Regions from separate parts of the Mus musculus genome. Here region 2 is linked to region 1. Evidence: chromatin contacts called from public HiChIP or PLAC-seq data. All regions are on one chromosome and are shown on one strand. The core of a region is the stretch at or near the end of the contact, and the rest is flanking DNA. Distances in the headings are between cores, read along the strand shown. Region 1 holds the start of Rassf9 (Ras association (RalGDS/AF-6) domain family (N-terminal) member 9). Region 2 has its middle 150 kb from the start of Rassf9.

What was found. HiChIP or PLAC-seq counts read pairs in DNA pulled down with a chosen protein or histone mark.
Region 2: a contact with region 1 is called in an HNF4G HiChIP or PLAC-seq map of pancreatic cancer cells. The contact joins the enhancer-like site here to the promoter of Rassf9 in region 1. A contact is called at or near these places in 6 of 39 promoter capture datasets (3T3-L1-derived adipocytes, embryonic stem cells, liver and 2 more), 1 of 484 Hi-C or Micro-C datasets (epidermal suprabasal cells), 1 of 115 datasets of contacts at active chromatin or transcription factors (pancreatic cancer cells) and 1 of 9 other capture datasets (adipose tissue).

The regions. Positions count from the first base shown.
Region 1 is chr10:102,507,858-102,515,177 of GRCm38.p6, reverse strand. Rassf9 (Ras association (RalGDS/AF-6) domain family (N-terminal) member 9) reads right to left here and starts at 2,956. Exons shown (of 2, transcript NM_146240.4): 1 at 2,594-2,956. The coding sequence starts at 2,640.
Region 2 is chr10:102,655,329-102,662,648 of GRCm38.p6, reverse strand. No RefSeq gene overlaps it. Among named protein-coding and RNA genes, the nearest start is that of Rassf9, 150 kb to the right of the region's middle. Within about 2 kb of position 2,773, at least 24 of the 459 cell types and tissues checked have an H3K27ac peak or open chromatin away from gene starts, as enhancers often do. A contact at or near this core is called in pancreatic cancer cells, where this site is marked.

The DNA of each region.
Region 1 (7,320 bases), core at 1,707-4,206:
ACATGCAAAAATGAAAATTAATATTCAAGCTTCTCAAATTTGTATAATCACAACCCCTCCCCAAATTTTCAGCAGTCTTTCTGTCTTTTGAAAAGATGCAAGCCTTTCTAGCGTCATTCTCTTCACTATCTTGATAACATAACAACATGTTAATTCTTTTTTGTTTTACAAATTATACATATATATTCATAAACCCACAAAATGTGTATCTTACAGAATACATTTTAGTTGGTTTGTTAGTTCCTATGAGATAACTATTATCAATTACATTCTCTGTTAAGCATCTGACTGCCTCATCATTTAGTGAACAGATCTGTTATTTAGGTGGTCAGGTGAGGTTACTTAAGCCCTATAGATCCTGGTCAATGAAGTGGATAAAAGTAACCCTGAAATCATTTCATTAGTTGTTTTTCTGTGAGATGGTATACAGACCAACCCAAACAACAAGACCTCATATATACTGCCATATTATTTCAAGGCCCAAAATGACATTTTTAATACTCAGTTTCAAATGCTCATAATTTTATGTCATTGACTTATGCTGTTCTCTCTCTCTCTCCTCTCCCTCTCTCTGTTTCTCTCTCTGTGTCTCTTTCTCTCTCTGTCTCTCTGTCTCTGTCTCTGTCTCTCTGTCTCTCTCTCTGTCTCTCTCTCTCTCTCTGTCTCTCTCTCTCTCTCTCTCTTTCTTTCTTTCTCCCACCTCTGTTTTTACTCGAGGCTAAAAAGTAAAAAATCTGTAAAAGGAAGCAATTAATCACTGGAGTAGCTTGCACACATCCTCCTCATTACTGCCTTTGCTCACACCCTCAAATTGAGGTCTTCATAAATCATGACCCTTAGCAACAGCTTTCTGTTTTCTCAAGGGCTACCTGAAATGCTGTTAAACTTCCAGTTTTTCTGTTCTTATCTCTTCATCACAATTTTTGAGTTTAAAGTATCCTGCTGAGAGTGTTTGTTTTATGGCTAGACCAGAAGGCTCAGTCACAGAAGCAACACAATGGAAACAGACTATGGAGTTTGATAAAGGACATTCAGGGGTGCATTCAAAGGTTTTAGTGCTCTCTTCTTGGTACACAAGTGATGAAATCCATAAACTGGTGAAGCACTCTTCACAACCAACAATTCCGAAGACAGGATTTGGTTGCAGAAGCACAATTTGTTAAAAAAAAAAAGAAAAAAAAAACAATAAACCCAAAATACTTTTTACACAATTTCATAGTGTTTAAAGAAATATGAAAATGCTACAGTAGTAACCCAACTAGAATCCACAGCTGAATTGAGGCAGGGAAGCTGGAGTTGGTTTATCTGGAATATTATTAAAGACCTTGTCACTACTAATACATGAAGCTAGTTGTAATGGTTATCACAAGCTATTAAAATGAACTGAAACCATTGTCTCGTAACATGTAATAAAGCATCCTGATTTAAAAAATACAATATTTATCATATTTGTCACACAAGTAACACATACAAGTGATTAAGACGGCTTCACAGTATATACTATAGCTTTTGTAGTTTCTTAAAGAAATTCAATCAACTAAATCAAGTAGATATTCGTGTACAAAACAGAGGCGCGCAGAATCACGTTAAAGTCGTATTCCTGTATTATCAGGCAGACACTTTAAAATAATTATATCATTTCCTACCTTGTAATTGTATCCATTTAAATTTACACTAAGCAGAAGATGACAAGCGCAAACAGGCATAATGAAGAGGAGAGAAGAATGGCTGGAAAGCCCATTTTATTATATCTGCCAAAACAGATATATTAAAAAAATAAATCCTGTCTCAAATAATCATTTCATTGTTTGCATAAAATGTAATATTTGAGTATAAGTAAATTAGTTATGGTAGTGAAATATATAGATATTATCCCATTATTCCAAATCCCCCCTTCCAATCTCTCTCTCTCTCTCAGTATGCAGAGTACATGCATTAACTCTAAGTATAGTGGCAATAATAAAGTGAAGCACATAGCTGCTTGTCTCCTCTTTGAACGCCTAAGCCACCTAAAGTTCTCAAAGACACACAGTCCATTAAGAGCTCCTTCTGGGAATGTTCGCAATTGGGAACTTTCCAGATTTTAGAAATGCTCCACTCTTAGAGGGGACCAAAGCATTGTTTCCAGATTGTATCAGCAGTTGTACTTTTTTTTTTTAATTTTTCCTTTCAATAAGTGATTAGAAATCCTAGTTGTATCTTTCCCAAACTCTTAAGCTTTTTCAAAAAGAGATATTCTAATGCAACGCTTAAACTAAACCAGATCTTGTGATTCTTCTCTCCCCAAAAGTTCAAGACAAAGTAAAGAGAAAATGTTAGTGTTAGTTAGTGTACTCAGACTGCCATAAAGGGAAAAGAGAGTTAAAAATCAGTCATGATTTCCCATGATCCTTGTTCGGGATACGTCCATCGTCAATACAGGACCTATGGTCTGAAGAGCTAGCTGGGTCTTCATTCTAGATCCCGACCGACTCGCCAAACAGTTCTCATCAGAACCAAAGGCTTAGGGAACTGAATCCAACACACACACACACACACACACACACACACACACACACACACACACACGCACTCATTTTTTTTTTTTTTTTACCTGTTTTTATGTCGTGTCTTCAGTAAGTTTCTTCCAAAGGGAGCCATGGTCTGTCCGGCAAGGCAAGCAAATAACACAGTCCTTATCTCAAAGTAATCTGGGCCCTGGGAGGGGTGTCTGGGTCTCTCTGGTGAAAGGAGGAAGGCTGGAGGCTTCCTTTTCAACTCCTCAGATGTTCCTTGCTTTCAAGCTCATTAGCAGCTGGCTGAGAGAGTTGCTGGAAGTTGTGCAATTGCTGCCTAACTTTGAACTGCGGGATTGTTGTGGCTGCTGTGCCTAGGGAGACCAGCCCAGCTTCAGCCTGGAAGAAGGTGTGTGTTTGGAAGCTCAAAAGATAGAGGAGAGGGAGGAGAGAGAGGGAGAGAGGAAGAGGGAGAGTCAGAGAGGGAGGAAGGGTGGAGAGGAGGGAGGAAGGGAAAGAGAGAGGAAGGGAGGGAAGGAAGGAGGGGAGAGCCTCTATTGTGTGTTGTAGCTATTTGCCAACTAGCTAAACTCTAAGACCTGCCAACCCTACAGGCATGGTAATAGCCATGGAATGGGAATTGCACTCGACTTGGAACCCCCCCCCCCCTTTCCTGCTTTCCACACCCAGCCACACAAGGTGTACACACATAAAAGATTTAAAGCTACCCCCCTCCCCCCTGCGGCCTCCTGCCAGCCAGCTCCAGTCAGTGAAAAGTAATCTGATCTTGGCAAACAGGAATGAGCAGGAGGAACGCTTCCCCTACCTACTCCATACACACAAAATAAAAACCCTCCCCTTCCCTGAATGCAAGCGTGGTAAGGCCAGTTGAGCAGTGCAGCAACTAAGAAAGCAGGTTCCCTGGCTCTCCATTAAAAAACAAAAAAGGGTGGGGAAACCGTGAAGGACCAAGGGCTGCTGGGTTAACTGATCACTGCCCAATGATATAGCTGGCTTCCTAAGGTGCTGGCATCCGTCAGCCTTTGGAGACCACATGCTGTGTCTCAGGGACCTTGGGAGTGCCCTAGGAAAAGTGAGCTGCTTGCCATCACCACCTTTAACTACTGAACAGTAGAAGGAGTCTATGGAACTAAAATTGGTATACTATCAAAATGTGTGTGTGTGTGTGCGTGTGTGTGTGTGTGTGTGTGTGTGTGTGTGTGTGTCTGCTGGTATGTAAAACTTTAACCTATGACCTGGACGAGACAGACAGACAGACACAGGAGCTATAAAATGTGTGTGTGTGTGTGCGTGTGTGTGTGTGTGTGTGTGTGTGTGTGTGTGTGTCTGCTGGTATGTAAAACTTTAACCTATGACCTGGACGAGACAGACAGACAGACACAGGAGCTATAGGAGGATAAGTGTCCAGGGGAAAGTTCCTGGAGGATTTACTCTGAGCCTTATTTTGAAGAATCTGCTATCACCCCCCACCCCCCCACACACACACCAGCAATGACTCCCTAAAACACAACCCAGTTCCTAATCACATGCCTGTGGGGTTGGGAGGGAGGGAGGAGGGAGGGAAAAATGGGCTTGCCGGCCTTACAATTTCCCTTTTCAGGCTGATGTCTTGAGTCCCAGCAAAGCACACAGATGGACACTGTTTTCTATGGAAATCCCGTCTGGACAGCAGCATCAGCAAGCAAGACATGGTTGGAAGGAGTCGTTTTATTCTTGTACACACTTCAATGTTCAGGATTTCAAAGTGATAGGAAGACCCATTTTCATTATGTAATCACAACTTCATTTGTAGGATATATATGCATATGTTTTTATTTAACTAAAATTATATTTTTCTTTATAATCTTATCTAAGATATGCATGTGCCCGTGAACCATTATAAATTTGGAAAGTATAAATGCAGTGTTACAATTTAATTATATTTTATATAACTGAACTGTTATATAGAACTGTTTAAGAATATCTAACCATTTTTAACTCTAGAAAAAGCGTTTTCAATAATACAGGTGCCAATTGCATATTTTGTTTTTCTTTCTGTATAACTTCATGAGAAAAAATGTGCATTTTTCATGCTTAGTATTTTTATATGCATGCATTTTCTATGTAATAAAAACTACATAATCTGAGGTATACTTCGGTCTCCTTTCCTTGCTAACACATATAATGGTTTGTCACTAGGGAAGTTTCTCTAAGGTATTCTAAATTGAGTTTCTATAGATGTACTGTTTACATATTAATTTTAACAAATTGTAAAAATGTTTTCATTTGCTAATTAATGTCTTTGTGTATCCTATCCTTTTGGTTTCTACCTTTATTGGCATTCTTTGTATAAATATGTATGTGTGTACACTATATTGTTAGGAAGGACTTCTAATGGAGGAAGAGGAAACATTCCATCTTCACTAGCATAACCTTTCTGCTGCTTTCAAGTTATCACAAATGAGTTACCTTTAAGAGGTTATTATTTCTCACATAAAACATCCTATTAATACTCTTCATAACAAGCTCTTTCATGTCAAAGAGTTAAACACAGAGAGGTTTGTATATATTAAGCAGTTGCATCTTTATTTGTCAATTATGTATCAATAATGATGGGGAACAACACAAAATGTTACCATCCCTCAGTTATTAAAAGCAGAAAGAAATACAAAATATGAGGCATATTACTTTAATGGAATATGAAGAAAGTAGCAAACCTAACTCTATCCCTAAAAGACAACAACAAATGTATGCTTTATAAAGTCTGATCCACTGGCAAGAAGACATTGTATATGTAATTGGAAAGGAAACTTTATTCTGATTTTATATATTTGCCTGGTTTTTAATATTCAGATGCTCTCCTCTGCTAATAACATGGTCAGAAAAATCATATTCTACATGTGCAGTATAAGAGATATGGACTTTTGTGGATGAACATATTTATGTACAACAATAATCTTCAAAATATTCAACATTGAAGCCAAATTTATTTGAGTTATATAATTTATCAGAGTTCCTCCAAGAAAATAATAGTTCTGAGAAGGGCTAATTCTCACTGATAGTTCTTTAGCTAAGTGAATGATATATTGTGTATAAAATGTCGACATGGGGTATTAACCTAAATACCTCTTTTCCCAGAGTTATCCAAAACTTGAAAATAAGGCAAATCATGATTTTTTTACTTTCTCATGATATAATAGAACACTTGTCTAACAGTCACTCTTAAGGATTATTAGAGGGTCTGAAGCAATGTGTCCTTGAACTGTTCATTGATGAGGAAGAGACAGATGTAAAATTATAAAACAAGGTAAGTATGCTGTAAACAACTGTGTTTCAGGAGCAATCCAAATGATTTTGATGGTAGATGATGGCTAATGTATCCTCTTCCTCTTCCTCTTTTCTTCCTCTTCCTCTCCCTCTCCCTCTCCCTCTCCCTCTCCCTCTCCCTCTCCCTCCCTCCCTCTCTCTCTCTCTCTCTCTCTCTCTCTCTCTCTCTCTCTCTCTCTCTCATTCTCTCCCACCCTCCCTGAACAAAGTTGAGTCCAAATAGAAAATGCATACTTTCCATGTTATGATTGCAACGTGCTTTGGAATCTTTAGTAAGTGGAGGCCTTCCTGGCAAAAAGCACTCATTAGAGTTAGCCTTAGAGGTTCTGTCATGCCTAGTCTACATCTGTGCTCTGTGCTTGGGTCTATGGCTGAGCCGTGACCAAGGACACCCTGTGCTCCGCCCATTCCGCAGTGAACCGAACTTGCTCTGAACCATGGGCTAAAGTGAATCTTCACTCTCTTACATTGTTAAGTCAGACCTTGATCACAATCATACAGAAGTAACTAATATCTTACCTTTCATATTTATATTGGCATTTGGAAATTTAAAAAAATATGTCATTAATCCTACTAATGGCAAAATAACTATTTCCCCAAATAAATGAATATTATTTAATATGATTCGAATGGTACCAAAAGGTGAAAACTGTTAAATAAATGAATAAATAAATAAATAAACAAACAAACAAACACTTTGACAGAAAAGCCCTACTTGTGTAGGCTATCAGCAGGAATAGATGTACAGATTGTTGGTACAGTTCATTTTTAAAGTGTGGAGCTGAGCTCTGTTGGTATCATGAAGTCCAGTTCCTTGTTGACAAGTACCTTTGAGACTAGTTGAGCTGCTCTTCACACTCATACAATGGGAAGTGGCGCTTGGCACATATTCATGACACTTACATCAACACCTCAATTGTCTTCCTCCTCTAGTACCTTAGAAAGTTAAGCTTTTGAAAATGTAGCTCCCATTACCAGTGTCAGGAGACAGAGACGATTGGGGAGATGCTTGCTAAAGAATCTAAAGCAGCAAATGTGTAAGGTGAACAAGTCCAGAGAGTGCTGTACAACGTGGAGGCCAACAGAACCACGCATTAAACCCAGAGCTTTTGCTTAATGACTGGATTACTACTACTCCTGCCGTAGGAAAATACAATTGTTTCCAAAAACTTCCCAAAGGATGTCATGATTTTCTTATCATGGAAAACGGGTATATTTTCTCATTTGTTCCATTAGAGAAAATGCTTTACATAGATGTTCTTCATCGGTTACATAGCTTAAATATATAATAGCAATTAAAATAAACATGAAAAAATACCATCCTGTTTCCAGCTTATATCTTTTAAAACACTCAGAGAATCAGCTCTGTAACCCTGTATTTATTGTGGGCTGTTAGCATTGAGTTTCGTTAACTCTAGCATGTATGACTTCACTAAGCTGCACAGAAGTTAAAGTTGCAGTGTACTAACTACACTGGATACTGTTTTACAACTCTGAC
Region 2 (7,320 bases), core at 1,524-4,023, 150 kb before region 1:
CTGCCTTAGAAAGTTTAATATTTTTTCAACAATAAATTAGATTTTAGTACTTAACTCAAAAGTCATTCCAGAATTTTAATTTGGAATATGCAGTAGAAAAGATGGTTTTCAATTCATTAAAATATGAGAAATGTCAGTAGTTACTGAATTGTAAGGATGCTTTCCTTAATAAATTGTTGGTCAGTCGATGAGGTATCAAACTACCCTTTGTCTTTCCAGATGACCTAGATATTTCAGCTGAAAAAAAAATCTGTTCTATCTATCTATCTATCTATCTATCTATCTATCTATCTATCTATCTATCTACCTACCTACCTACCAATTTATCATCATCATCATCTACACACTTTCTATCCATCATCTATATATTGTCTTATTCAGTATATTTATGAAAATATCAAGCTAAGAATTTTGTGTAGACTAAACACACATTGCACCACTGTGACACACTCTCAGCCCTTTTTTTTCACAAGCAAGTTCTTGCTCTATATATTATGCTAATCCTGAATGAAATATATAGCACATGCTGGCCTCAAAAATTCTTCCTTTTATTTTCTCCCAACTTCTGGTAAGATAAGCAAGAATCAACGTATGTAGCTTGGATACATGGGCAAAAAATATACTAGATATTCACAGGATTCATTTGAGATGGATAGGGCAGACAGTGAAAAGAAGTGCAGTTCCAGGGGGGAAAATGGGTGTACAGCATATGAACAAAGGACTAAGTTTACAGCATGAATACACTGTGCTCTGCAAGATATAAAGATCAGCTATGCAAAACATATTAGAGCCTGCAGAATTTGAAATTTTAACACAAACCTAGGCATAAGGCTTTTTGTTGTCTCATGGTGATTTCTAAGGCTTTTATAGTTAGTGTGGAAGAATCTGTTGCTTCTTGGTCTAGAGCACTGCATTTGTTTCATAATCACATGCTTGGTGTTCCTCATTTCCCACTAAAGTTTTCATTTTAGCTTAAATTTTCTTGCTGAAATACACCATGCTTTGGTAAATGGCTTAATGGTACAATACAAAGAAGTTAATTCAGATATATATATATATATATATATATATATATATATATATATATATATATATATAAATTTTTTTCTAAATTAAAAAGAGGACTAAGATATCTGCAGTGACTATCCAACATAGGGGAATGATGTTTCAATTCATTTGACGTCACTCCATTTGCATACTGAACCACTTCCCAAACACATCTCAATAGTGCTCTTTTTTCTTTTTTTCAATAAGCAAATAGCTTGAAAAAAATTCTGCTATATGTACCATGGGCATTTGATCAGGTTACTGATTAGATTTCATGTCATCAATATACTGCATTGTGTCTGGTGTCTTTGTGTTTGCAAGAAGTTTTCCTAAGTGTGACTCACCCACATTAACCACATATGTGTACTAGACTAGGAGGCTAGCCAAAAGATATCCTACTGCAGTTGCCACTCACTCTGTGTCCACTGGATTCATGTATTAATCATTTAATGCTATTGACACATTTCTAGTCCTATATAAATAGACAAGAATAACATGGAAAGTACTGCACAGAACTCATTTAGGGCAATGCCTGTTTTTACTGGAGTCTGGTAATCTGGCCACCATGTTCTCCTATGTTATTGTGAACATGTTTCTTACTAAACAGTCTTCTAAAGGATGTTTCCATATTTTTCCAATTCTCCACAATACCTTTCACACTGAATCTTTGTTCTAGAAGAATTAAAAAAGAAACAAAACAAAACAGAAAAGTGGGTAGGAATATTTCTGAAGTGAGAAACTCTAGTATATTTTAGAAAACCTTATCAAATCAAATGTTATCTCATTGGCAAATGGCCTATGTACTGGCTAGTTTTGTGTCAACTTGACACAGCTGTAGTTATCACAGAGAAAGGAGCTTCAGTTGAGGAAATGCCTCCATGAGATCCAACTTTAAGGCATTTTCTCAATTAGTGATCAAGTGGGAAAGGCCCCTTGTGGGTGGTGCCATCTCTGGGCTGGTAGTCTTGGGTTCTATAAGAGAGCAGGCTGAGTAAGCCAGGAGAGGCAGGCTAGTAAAGAACGGGACTCTGCATCAGCTCCTGCTCCCTGCCCTGCTTGAGTTCCAGTCCTGACTTCCTTTGGTGATGAACAGCAGCATAGAAGTGTAAGCCGAATAAACCCTTTCCTCCCCAACTTGCTTCTTGGTCATGATGTTTGTGCAGGAATAGAAACCCTGACTAAGACAGCCTATCATACATACCATTATGTTCCTCAATAACTCAACAATCAAGTCATTTATTCTGAAAGCTGATTCATGTGCTACTAACACAAAGGAACTTTAAGGTCAAATAATATATTTTGTACAGATGGCACTGGACAGATACTGAAAGATGAAAACGCATAGCATAGTACTTGCCTTTAAAACTTTCACTAATTAATGGCAGAAATATTTCAATAGGTAACAGTACATGGTAAGAGATATTAATGAAATTGCATGAGATATAGAGGTACTCAGAACTGTGCCTGCTGGAGAGCTTAGTCTTAAACCATTCGTGGCTTCTAACACTATCATTATCTATATACAGATTGATGTAGCATTTTGTACAACTATCTTCATTATAAAGAACACTGTTTTGAAGCAAGCATTTTATCACTCTAGTCCTAGCCCACTGACATGAAACTGCCACCCACATCTGCATTCATTAACTTATTCGTGGTTATACTTTGTGCGTGCATACTTCAGCTCAGTAGTGTATACTCAGAACATTCCTAGGCGTGACTCAGAACGCGGTTCAACAATACAGTTCAGTCTCTACTTCCCCGGATCCTGGGGTCCATTACTTCACATACATTGTTCAGATCAAAGGAAAAATAAAATCAACCCACAGCTCTGTGGTTGAGGAAACAGGCTCTGACCTGTATACACCTATCTATGGCTCCTTTTCAAAGGGAAGCTTATTTTCAAAAGCCAGATCTCCATTCTTTCATGAAGATGAAAAAATAAAAAAAATAAAAAAAATAAAAAAATAAATCAAAAGCAGCAAATGAAGTTATGTGTGAAGTTCCTATCCACTGTGCATGGGTGGTGTTACAATGTCTAACTATCAAGGGCAATGCCTCATGATTGAATTTGCCTGCAAATTATTAAGCTCATAAATTACTCAAGGAAAATGAGTGTAATACTAAATAATTGCCCCAGCATCTTGCTGAACATCCTTTACCATTGATTAGTCCAATACTCATTCTTTCCTATTATATATGTATATATATATTGCCACTGAAAGAAACCTATTCTTTTATTACTTTTAAGTATCCTGATGGCTGCTTAAGGAAAACTTTTAAATTACTCCCACATACAACCCTACTGCTTATAAGGTAGTCAAAAAACCACCCAATTTTATTGGTACATTTTAATACCCTATGAAAGAATTAAATGCATGATTTTTATGTCAGAGGCTAGATGATCATATTCTCCCCAGTTTCTGTAAAGGCCTTTCATCTACAGAACTACAAAATGAAAAGACCTTCTATAATGAAATAAGCTCCTTTTATGTTTTAAGTACTCGATTGATTTACAACTTCTTATTGAAATGGAGGCGCTCAAATTATCCACCCCCAGCTTCTTTTTAAGTTAAAAATGAACTAAGTGAGTTTGCTTTTGGTGTTTTATAATGTCAATAAAATTTAAAGAGCTTTGGAACAAATAGAAGTGCATAGACACCAGGGACCACATCGGTCTGTTTGTGTTTCTATCCTGTTGCAACTGTTTCACACAGATCAGGACAGGCTCCATGGGAATCCTGAAGGCTGTGATACCAATTGTATCACTCACACAGTCCAAGTCACCTTGCCCAACAAGACTTTTCCTGGAAATTATTTCTATTTGACTCCTTCCTATAATAAGAGATTAATTTTAAAAGCCAAGTTGCTACCATCTGTGTCATAGCCTCTCCTTTAAATGAGACCTTTTGTTCTTCAACTAAATCTCTAAAGCTTGGTTCACGTAGACTTTTCACTAGAGTGCTTCATTCAGGTTAGCTCTGCTTGTACACCCATGTACCAATCAAATTGAATATGGTCTTCTTTTCATCCCGAGTCAGTACTGTAGACTTGAGAACAGCCCCAGGCCTTTAGTTCATCTGTATTTGAACTGACTTTGATGGTCAAAATTCAATACTCATGATATAAAATTGTTCTAAATCTAAGACTTGGCTTGAATCACCAAACAGAGATATGGCAAAACTAATACAAAAGTGAATATTTTTTCCCATCTTGGGATATCATAACCTGCAACAGATAACTAAAGTTTCTACTAGTATTTTTCAACACTGACAGACTTGGAAACCAACACATACTTTCTCATGAACATTATATTAAATCTTGAAAAATCTCTCCTCTCTCCCCAGGGGAAAGTTTGGGAAAAAAAAATATCGGTGTTCTCTTGAAAGGTTTGGCCAATTTCATTCATATTATGTTATATGAAGACTATAATAAATGACTAGAATGAACATTTCTGTAAAGATAAAAGCTTTTTAAACAATTAGTTTAAAACATATTTAGGGTAAGACTGCCCCACTTGGTGATCTATCTCATATACAACCACCAAATCCAGACACTATTGTGGATGCCAAAAAGAGTTTGCTGACAGAAACCTGATATAGCTGACAGGAGCCTGATATAGCTGTCTCCTGAGAGGCTCTGCCAGTGTCTGACAAATACAGAAGTGGATGCTTACAGCCAACCGCTGGACTGAGCACAGGGTACCCAATGAAGGAGCTAGAGAACGGACCCAAGGAGCTAAAGGGGTTTACAGCCCCATAGGAGGAACAACAATATGAACTAACCAGTACCCCTAGAGCTCCCTGGGACTAAACCACCAACTAAAGAAAAGACATGGCTCTAGCTTCATATGTAGCAGAGGATGGCCTAGTCAGTCATCAATGGGAGGAGAGGCCCTTGGTCCTGTGAAGGTTCTATGCCCCAGTATAGGGGAATGCCAGGGCAATGAAGCAGGAGTGGGTGGGTTGGTGAGCAGGGGGAGAGGGGAGTAGAGGGCTGGAGATGTCTTCGAGTCTACAGAACTGAATGAGGATGAAAAGTAGGCCATTTTTAATTTGATTGGTACATGGGTGGAGTTAACAAGCAAAGCTAAGCGGAATGAAGCTCTTTAGTGAAAATTCCATATAAGCCAAGCTTTAGAGATTTACTGAATGTGATGGCCAGCCAAATTACAGTTCTTACCCACTGAACATTAAATTTACTTTTCAATTAAAAAAAGATAGTCTATCCCTAAGTGGGATGTGAGCAGACCTGCAGATTAAAAAGTGGTTCTTACTATTAGGATTCACAAATATTATTAAAATAGCCCAGACTTGTAAAACTTCAGCATGTCCCCACCTAACTGGATCTAACTTTTGACTCTTATAAAAATTATTTACTTTGTCCTCTTATTTTTCACACAATGCATCTGCTCATGACATTTTAATACACTGGGGCAGTGGTAATGCACTAGAAGTTTGCAAGGACATTGTGTGGTGACTTTTATTTCAGATCAGTCATGAAGCAAACAGAACTGGGTTAGAAGTTTCTGCAGCTAGGAAAACTGGCAGTAGGGTGTTCCTCTGATTATTTTTTTAATGTAACTACAAAGTATATTTATATTTGCAAAACTAGCCCTTACTGTTGAAAATATTTACTCAGCTGGATGAAGAACATTAGTACACAGGCATACTCAGCCTTTATGAAACAAAACAGATTTGGGAGTCAGGAGGGGAAAGCAGATAGTTCAATTCCATTAGAAACAAACATGAGTAGAATTAAGAATTTCATACATATTCTGACTACAAGTATTGTACTGTACTTAATTTGGGTCATTTTGTGTTTAGGTATTGCAAATTGACTCCAAATATGTTCACATTTTCATGAAATGCACATGAAAACATTATATATATATATACACATATTATATAGCAATTGCTAATTTCAGGTGATTCATGAAAAATTCAATGTGGGAAAATTGTCACTAGAGAAAAAATGTCAGTCCTGTCTAAAATGATCAGAGCAGCTGAATCTTCAATTAATTTTATTTTATTTATAAACAGAATATAACAAGACCAGTCCATTCAATTTTATCGCTTGATCCTTTCCTCATCAATTATTAAATGCATTCAGTCTAGATTTTTATCATCAATTCACTTTATATTTGTTTATTGTACTCTAAATTCTAAATCATAACAGAATCTGCTGCTGTTGGTGTTAAGTTACAGTATTATTAATGTCTTGACAAGCTCATTGAAAGTTGGGAATATCAAGAAGAAAATGAATTTATTTTACACAATTTATAGTGCACAATACCCACTAACACAGTACAGAATTACTTACCATCTGAAGCCCTTGGTTGGCTGGGGTGAGTATCAGACTGTGACATTGCCTGCGGTGTCCCTGCTCTCATTGACAATTTGAGGTGTGGTAAGGTAAAATGTGTATCACTTTCAAGGAGTCATGAAGTTGAAAAGATGTCACTCATCATACATCAGAGGCCATCCATCTCTTTTTTTCACACATCTTTCTGTGTGTTATGCTCCATTGTATACTCCATAATCAGAAATGATAAAATGCCATTTTATTCACTCACTTATTCATCTATTAACATATTCATATTTCCTACAATGTTAAGTTCTTCCTCTTGTGATATATATAATAAAGTGGTTATTTGTATTAGAAATTAAATGAATCACATTTATACATTAAATTCCTATTTTGATAAGTATATGAATGAATATATGTATTATTCATAGGCGAATAAAACCTGAGATAGTTCTGTGTTACTAATGGATTTTTACCTCCTTGTCCACGTAAATGCTGTATGATTTATATTGATATATTGGGCCTTTGTTAATCATTTAACTGATTTTTTTTATTTCTCTACCATTAACTTTCTAGTTTAAGTTTTAATGGTAAAATGAATATTCTTGATTATGTGTTTCAATATGTTCTCGTGAGTCAATCCAAGATCACAAGATGGATAGGAACCACTAATGCTGCGCACACGCATTTCACATTTGAACACATATGGCCGAATGCTGCTAAAATATGTGTCTTTTTACATCTGCACCAATTGTAAATGGCAGTGATGCTTTCAATGAATAATCCCAAGTTTTTAAAATCGCTCCTTCTGAAAGACAGTACATCTCCTACTTGGCATTATTTTGTATGAATGGTGCTTAGACCTCGTATTGATTGTGTGTGTGTGTGTGTGTGTGTGAGCTTGAGAAAATTATCACTTTTTATAACCAATTTTAATTTCTGTATTTTAAATATTATTTCAGTGTG